Linked DNA regions of Pan troglodytes: regions 1 and 2 are each linked to region 3. The links are chromatin contacts, called in public Hi-C maps. All regions are on one chromosome and are shown on one strand. The core of a region is the stretch at or near the end of the contact, and the rest is flanking DNA. Distances in the headings are between cores, read along the strand shown. Region 1 overlaps NAV2 (neuron navigator 2). Region 2 overlaps NAV2 (neuron navigator 2). Region 3 overlaps NAV2 (neuron navigator 2).

Evidence for each region. A called contact is a pair of places that touch in the nucleus more often than the background predicts.
Region 1: a Hi-C map of induced pluripotent stem cells shows a contact between it and region 3, with 2.8 times the contacts expected there. The contact joins two enhancer-like sites. A contact is called at or near these places in 5 of 7 Hi-C or Micro-C datasets (blood, induced pluripotent stem cells, a lymphoblastoid cell line and 1 more) and 1 of 1 other capture datasets (stem cell-derived neural stem cells).
Region 2: a contact with region 3 is called in a Hi-C map of induced pluripotent stem cells, with 4 times the contacts expected there. The contact joins two enhancer-like sites. A contact is called at or near these places in 3 of 7 Hi-C or Micro-C datasets (induced pluripotent stem cells and stem cell-derived neural progenitor cells) and 1 of 1 other capture datasets (stem cell-derived neural stem cells).

Annotation. Positions count from the first base shown.
Region 1 is chr9:23,585,497-23,588,196 of NHGRI_mPanTro3-v2.0_pri, forward strand. All of the region lies in intron 2 of NAV2 (neuron navigator 2), which reads left to right. Among named protein-coding and RNA genes, the nearest start is that of NAV2, 210 kb to the left of the region's middle. Within about 2 kb of position 1,270, at least 9 of the 24 cell types and tissues checked have an H3K27ac peak or open chromatin away from gene starts, as enhancers often do. A contact at or near this core is called in induced pluripotent stem cells, where this site is marked.
Region 2 is chr9:23,933,777-23,936,476 of NHGRI_mPanTro3-v2.0_pri, forward strand. The region is part of intron 7 of NAV2 (neuron navigator 2); the gene reads left to right. Among named protein-coding and RNA genes, the nearest start is that of DBX1, 260 kb to the right of the region's middle. Within about 2 kb of position 1,320, at least 2 of the 24 cell types and tissues checked have an H3K27ac peak or open chromatin away from gene starts, as enhancers often do. A contact at or near this core is called in induced pluripotent stem cells, where this site is marked.
Region 3 is chr9:23,772,449-23,775,148 of NHGRI_mPanTro3-v2.0_pri, forward strand. The region is part of intron 2 of NAV2 (neuron navigator 2); the gene reads left to right. Among named protein-coding and RNA genes, the nearest start is that of NAV2, 400 kb to the left of the region's middle. Within about 2 kb of position 1,258, at least 4 of the 24 cell types and tissues checked have an H3K27ac peak or open chromatin away from gene starts, as enhancers often do. A contact at or near this core is called in induced pluripotent stem cells, where this site is marked.

The DNA.
Region 1 (2,700 bases), core at 20-2,519, 190 kb before region 3:
CAGTCATTGAGTGTTCAGCCTCCCCACTCTGCCTCTCTACACTTCTCTGAATCAATTCCCAGAAACCCAGGGGCTGTTCCATCGGGGCTCAGGGGCGTGGAGCCCAGGGCCTGTCCTGCTGGGCCCTGTGGCCACCGGCACAGGAGCCACCCTCTCCCCTCCTCCTCACTTTTCTCCCATCCCACCCAGACCGAGCAGAAGCTCCCCAGCCTGAATCCCATTTGGGTCAAAGAACACAAGAAAAACTCCATTTGTCACAAGGCCATGGAACAACATTAAGTGGAACCACTCTGTGACATGAAGGACGGTAGGACCGTAAATTATTCAGCCTCACAGACATTATAGGCATTTTGGAGAGAAAGTGAAAAAAAGATTATTTCAGCGCTGTAGTGTAAAAGAGCTGAACAGCATTCATTGGCCAGCGTGCTGTGAGGATTTTCTGCCTTAAAGTAGCTCTCTCCGAGGGGCTGTTTCCTGGGCAGCAGTTCCACCCACCAAGGAATTTGCTTACTTCTTTAGCGTTAACATTGCATTGTGAGAGAGTGTGTGTGAGTGTGTGTGGGGGGGGGGGGGAGGGGGGAGCTGGATGGGGGTGCTGAGACCATCCTTCTCAAGGCAGGGAAAGGAACGCGTAAGCTGAAATTCTTTTTCTTGTCCTCTGCAGTTGTGGAGCGAAAAGGAAGGCAGGTTTTGCCTCCAGTCTCAGCATGGCTGTGTAACATGCTCTCCATGGATACATTTGTGCAGGAAAATGTCCCTTGGTGAGGAGAGGCATTCCTGGTCCCTTGCAAGAGCCGGGCTCAGAAGGACTCTTGGGAGGGCAGCATTCTTTCAATGCACAGCCCCATCTCCAGCCCAGATGGACCTTCAAGCCAGAACCTTTGTCTAGAAAGCCCAAAAATTCCTGGAAATCTAGAGACAGAGATACAGGAGGTCAACAGCCCCACCCCTAATCTTGGGCTTCTCACTTGTTAATTTCATTGTCTTGAGCAGGGCTCTCTGAAGTCAGGGGAAATGTGCGGATTCTGTTCCTGGGGTTCTTCCCAGCTCGTTTTGGAAGGAGTAAGAGAGATATGGGGGCCTACCCCTGCTTTAGTTCATCCTCCCCCTTGGGGATGCCCACCCAGGCCTCAGAGCCTTCATCGGAGTACCAATATACAGTAATGCAGACCACACACACACACACACACGCACACACACACACACACACACCTCTCTCCCCTCCCCATCACCCCAGGATGAGCCAGGGAAGGCACTGACCAGCCGATTTTCAATGCCTAGGAAATGGGAGCTTGGGCTGCGGGTGGCCTCAGCCTGGTTTGCATCTTCACCTCTGGGAAGTATTGTTTGTAACAAACTGATGTATTTAACAGAAGAGCACATGCAAATATGCCTTGGCATTGCAAATTGAATCCAGCCTTTGCTGCTGCAGAGCAGGTCTGGCCATTCCCTTTCTGGGGAGACACACCACAGCTGCCAGGGCTCCAGGGACCCAGACTGAGGAGAGGTACAGAGGCAGCACCAGCCTCTCTGTGCCAGCCGGGAAGTCATCAGATGGTGGAGGCCCAGAATGGGTGGCAAACCCCTCGTGGGCTTTTAGCAGAATTGTGCTGCCCTCTGCTGGCGAGTTTGGGTGGACTCAAAGGGCTTCACGCCCAGTAGAAAAAGAGGCTGCTTTCTGTTCCCCTAGCAATCAGAGAAGGGGACAGAGCATTTCATACTGAAAAGTTGTGGGAGCTCTCTCTCGTTTTTTGTTTTTGAAATTCTGCGCTCTAAGCCAGGAGGCAACACAAAATAAAGGTGGCCAGAGGGAACTAATGCTGGGTTAGAGTCTTCTAAGGGCCTGAAATCGTGCTATGACATCTACGTGCAGGCATTTACTTTATTCAGAAAGCAACTCTGATAATTAGAATTTAGAATTTTAATTTGAGAAATGAGGACAGTGTGGCTCAGAGAGGTAAATCAACTGTGCCAAAGCCACACAGCTAGCCAATAGCAGAGCCAGGATTGAGTTTGGGCTGTCTGATGCCAATGCCCACACTAGGCCAACCTTACAGTTTATGATTTGTCTCTGGATGTTAGAGAGCAGGAAGTGTCTAACCCTCTGGGGGAGACCCCAGGCTCCATTGCCCAGCTCCTCCCCACTCATGGGGTAGGCTTTTGTTAGAAAATGCGTTGCCCTGAACCCAAAGCTAGTAGAGGCGCCTCAAGGAATGGAAACACTGCTGGTCTGGCTTTGTGTTCTAGCTCTGCTGTTTGTGGGCTTTGTGACTTTCAGGCCACTTGTCCTCCAGGGTTCTGTTTCTCGTCTATAAAATGAGGGAGTAGGTAAGGATGAATTAGATGGTTGTTTATGGTGGTGGTGTTTTTGCCAGCAAGGACATTTCTTAAAAATGGTTTTCTATCCACTTTGGGAGGCCGAGGCAGGCAGATCACCAGAGGTCGGGAGTTCGAGACCAGCCTGACCAACATGGAGAAACCCCATCTCTACTAAAAATACAAAATTAGCAAGGCGTGGTGGCTACTCAGGAGGCTGAGGCAGGAGAATCACTTGAACCCGGGAGGCGGAGGTTGCAGTGAGCTGAGATCGCATCATTGCACTTCAGCCTGGGCAACAAGAGCGAAACTCCGAAAAAAAAAATTAAAGATAAATAAATTTTTTAAAAATGGGGTTTCTATCTCATACATACCACGTTTTGC
Region 2 (2,700 bases), core at 70-2,569, 160 kb after region 3:
TGAACTTATGGTTCTGCTATATAACCTTTCTCTAAAATACAATAAACCTGGCTTTTTGTAACAGGGAGTAGAGAAAAAGAGAAAATAAATCATTTGGAAAGATGAACGATCTATTTGATTAGTCTTGTCTCAGGAATTGAAAATGACTAGTTGATGTTCATCCGATCTTCAGATGATAAATCTCAGCATTTCTCTTGCTTCCATCTGTTACGAGGAAACTATCACACATACATGAATTCAGTTTCATTTCAAGGATCATTGGGAGGGGGAAGTATTTACATTTCTGGGTGCTCTCATAATAGTCATTTTTATCAAGCTCTCATCTGTAGTCAGGACTTAGTTTAGTCATTCCTTAGTTTAAGGTCCTCTTTAAAAGTTTATTTCCTCCAAGTTTAGGTATTTGACAGTGTTCAACAGCATGAGAAGATACATACATTTTGGGATAAATGAAGCTAACATTTCTGTGAGCATATGTAGCCCATGTTCACAATGTGAAGTGCAAGCATGGAGTGCTGGTCAGAATGAGGAGAGAGACCCTGAACAGTAAAGCCTGGCAGCTCAGGTAGCTGCAACTACTTACTGAGGAGTTTCTTGTGAATGTGCACTTGGCTGCCTCTCTGGGCCAAGGACATGACATCCTCAGGCTTCAGTGACTCTCGCAAATAAAGTGCTTGTTTCTTAGCTGCAGCTTGCCTTTGTGATTCCATCAACGTGTGCATTTCATTGGGATACCAGTGTGTAGCCCACGTGCCAGGGAGCCATCTTCTCCTGATGAAGGTATCGGGGTTGCAATGAGAATATCTGAGACAATGGTCATGGTATATCTACTTGGTGGTGAGAGTGACACATGGGCCATTTGCAGGTGTCACACACTGTGGACGAATGGTCATGCTACACGCTGGTTTGTGCCAAGGCCTCATGGACACAGTTCACATTCTTAGTGTCCTAGGAGCTCCTGCCATGATTCCTTAGCAGTGGTTATGCTAGTTTTTATGATGGCAAGGCTCCCCAAACTTTGTGGACAATGCACAGATAACAACTGCTGATGGAAATCAATGGCCTGGCCTGCTTCCTTCATAAGAGCAAAGGTAAAGGCAGCCTCTTAACATCTAATGCTCCCTTTGCCTTTTTCAGAGTTGGAGAATCACAGCATTCTTCTCAAATGTGGAGTGGGAAATCTAAATGTGGAGTGGGGAAGCTATAATTACATAGCTTGGAAAAAGAAAAGTTTAAGGAAAAAAAAAAGTCCTTTGGCTCCAGGACAGCCTAGGACTGTAAGTCACTGCTGCCCCCTACTGCCCAAGTTTTGTGTGTGTTTCCTAGAGGATCCTTGGTTTCTAGCCTGGCATTCTCAGGCACTGTGCTTGGGAGGATAATAACTTGCAGACTGTCTAAATGCTTTCTTCCAGACAGGGCCTCCCCACATTTGTTTCCTCAATTTAGGAGAATGTATGTGAAGTGGAGAAAACCCACAGTGTGGGTGTGATCAGGTTCATGTGGCCTAGTGGAAAGACTTTCTCTTGAGTGGTGAGGAACTGACAGCAGGCCTGAGCTAAAATTGGTCTTCACAAAGCCGTCCACCCACTCACGTGGGCAGGCAGCCAGCTGGTGGATTCAAGGATCAGGTTTAGCCCTAAGGAGAAGGATTTTTGAAGGCACTAGTTGATTTTTGCTGCAAAAAGGGTATGCTAGATTTGGTTCCATTTTTAAGAGGCAAATAATTCTAAACCAGACTGTATAGTGTGGAATAAATGATTCTCTCCCTTATTTATTATACATTTGTGTACTTGGAATTCAGTCCTTCATATATTCATGTGTCTGAGGTTATTTATTGAATGTCTTCTATGTACCAAGCATTATGCCAGTCACTGAGTATTCAAAAGTGAAAAAGCAGATTATTTCTGCCTGCATGGAACTTAAAGTCTGATGGAAGAGACAGTAAACAAATGCAAACAGTATCGTTACATTTTGTGGTAACTGCTCTTATAAAAAAAAAAGAGGGGTACTATGAATGAACTTAATTCTCTGGATTAGGTAGAAACTTAATTCTCTGGACTAGGTACAACCTCTTCAGGGTGAGACCCATAGCCAAAGTTTGCAGGGTCCATTGTGCCCACGATCCCCATTCTCCCACACAATGGTTGGAAATAAAGGATGTTTTTGAAAACAGTGTTATGGACAGAAACCAGTTCCCTTGCACAAATGAAGATCTATATCCTGAACTAGCTTTTTTCTTCTCTCTCTGGACATAGGGAGTAAAAGTAAAAAAAATACAGGGAGGCAAACTTTGGCTCCATATGTATATTGTGAAAAGAGCTTTTCACATTTGTCTTCTCACAGTTGAATAGGCTCTCTTGAGAGTAGTGAGTTCCCTGACCCCAGAGGTATTCAAATAGAGGCTGGATCATCACTTGCTAGGGATGCTACAGGTGAGGTTTCTTACAATAGCCGGTAGGTTGGAATAGATTTTCTCTAAGATTGCTTGCAAATCTAGCATTTAATTACCCCAGGCAAGGGTAAAGTTGGTGTGATTTGTTCTGGAAGAGTCTCCTCCACCTCAGTAATTTCACACATATCCCCACAGTTTATTAGAGTTCCCAAAACCCCACCTTTGGATTGGTTCCCTTAAAAGTATTCATTCATTCCAAAAATGCGCTTTATTTTTGAGGGTGCTACTTGTACTCTAGGATTCATTTGTAT
Region 3 (2,700 bases), core at 8-2,507:
AAAGGTAAGGCTTCTGCTGCTCTGATGTCTGACTGTCTGTCCAAGCTGCCCACAGCAGTGCAGAGTTGTGTGCTGGAGCTCAGTAAATTAGCTTCTGTCCCCTGGTTCACGTATTGGTACCTGCTGGGAGAAGAGGCAGAAGCTGGAGAAAACACACGACTGATATTAGACGGAAAAATGGAATTAGAAACATATACAAATCACTAGCCTGGGCAACATGGTGAAATGCCATCACTACAAAAAATACAAAAATTAGCTGGGCTTAGTGGCATACGCCTGTGGTCTCAGCTCCTCAGCAGGCTAAGGTGGGAGGATCACTTGAGCCCAGGGAGTTTGAGGCTGCAGTGAACCACGATTGTGCCACTGGGCTTCAGTCTGGGTGACAGAGTGAGACCCTCTGTCAAAAAAAGAAAAGAAGATACATAGACAACTCTTACACACTTCCCTTGTAATCCTCCCAACTTGGTCAGTAAAATTTAAAATCATTTATTGAACATTCATATATACTAGATTCTGTGTTACTCTCTTCATATTCTCAGTTAATCATCATAGCAACCTAGAGCATTCTCATTTTATTTGCATTTTAATGATGAGAAATGAGTAAAGAGAGGGCTAGATGCCCAAGGTCACACAGGAAATGACAGAGCAGAGATGTAAACTCAGGTCTGTCCCCCTTAATTGTTACTTCAGAGGTCACACTGAGGACCCTGAATCCCCCTGTTTTGAGGGTCAGTAGCGAATTTTTAAGCTGAGCGGTGTAGCTGATGGCCCTCAGACTGAATCAGGTCTGTGGAGACATTTGCTTATCTGGCACATTGGTTTAGAAAATTTTTAAAAATGATTTTAGAGAGTGTTCTCTGTTAGCCACAGTATCCACCATGCTCATATGTCTTATACCTGGTCAGCTTCTTGGCCCCTATGGGAATTTGAGTTTATAATCCCTAGCTAAGCCTCTCTTTTGCTGGAGTCAGTGATGGAAACAGAGGAGACTGGCAGTGTCCCAAGGAAAAAATGCTTTATTTTGCCCTCTGAAGAAGGAAGCAGCGGCCGGCAGCTCCAGACTTCGGGCAAGCTGGATGGAGGAACTTCTAAGAGGGCCCTGGTGTTTGCTTTTAGGCTCAGAACCCAGCTTTCATGAATTTAAATTTCACAGTAGATCTGAAGAGGACAGTGGAGAGGAAACTGTATTATCCTCTCCTTGGAGAGGGAAAGGAAGGTTCTCCCTGTTTATTCGTACTCCGAGCAGGCTCCCCCTGGAGGGCAGCCACTGGGAGCTTGATGGGGAATCCTTTGTACTGCGCACTTTGGAGGCATCTACTAGAAACAAAGTACCCTGTGACATGCTGGAAGGGATCTCCGGACAGTAAAACATACAAGGAACAGACCCAGGGCAAACTGTACTTATTCATGATGGGCCCTGAAGTGTGAAGGGGTTTATTCAAAAGAAGTAGGTAGGTGGCATTCCAGGTAAAGGGGACATTGTGGGCAAAGACATGGGGATGAAACGTGTGCTGTGTCAACTCAGGGTTAAATGGATTAAGGGCAGTGCAAGATGTGCTTTGTTAAACAGAGGCTTGAAGGCAGCATGCTCCTTAAGAGTCATCACCACTCCCTAATCTCCAGTACCCAGGGACACAAACACTGCCGAAGGCCACAGGGACCTCTGCCTAGGAAAACCAGAGACCTTTGTTCACGTGTTTATCTGCTGACCTTCTCTCCACTATTATCCTGTGACCCTGCCACATCCCCCTCTCTGAGAAACACCCAAGAATGATCAATAAATACTAAAAAAAAAAAAAAAAAAAAAAAAAAAAAAGAACACAGGAGACATATTCAGGCAAGGAGATTTACTGATATTTTGCAGAGGGGAAGAGTACAATGGGGGAATTGAACTAGAAACAATACTTCCTTTGGTAGCCCAGTCAGCAATAATAGCAAACATTTATTGAGTGCTTACTGTATCTCGGGCATGTTATCAGCATGTGACATATATTGTTTTCTCCAGTCCTCACAAAAAGCCTATAAGGTAGACACTATTACTATTGTTATCATCTACATTTGCAGGTGAGGAAGCTGATGCAAAGAGCTCACAGCCACATTCCAGGTCACCCAGCTAGTAACCCAGGTATTATGGTCTTAGAGCCCAAGAGCCCACACTCCTAACCTCTTCTTCCTGCTGCTTCCAATAGCAGCCAACAGTCTGGGTGACTTATCAGTAGAAGGGATGTGAGATTGTAGCAAGAGATCAAGTGAGAGGAGTTTAGATCCTGCAATGGCACCATTTTCAAAGATGGGAATGTAACCTTTTCTGACATCAAGGCTGTCTCCTAAATGGCCTTAGCCTCCCCCTTACAGATTTTATTTTTTAATTTTTAATTGTATAAATTTAAGATGTACAATCTGTTTTGATATACTTGTACATAGTGAAATGATTACTACAGGGAAGCAATTTCATATGTCCATCATCTCATATAAGTATCTTTGTATGTGTGGTAAGAGTACTTAAAACCTACTCTCTTAGAAAATTTTCAGCATACAATACAATATTAACTATAGTCCTCATGCTGCACTTTAGATCTCTAGATTTATTTATCCCACAGAACTTCAACTTTGTCCCCTTTCATCTATATCTCCCCATTCTTTCCCCCACTTCCCTCCCCCACCTCAGGTAACAACTGTTCTACTCTCTGCTTCTATGAG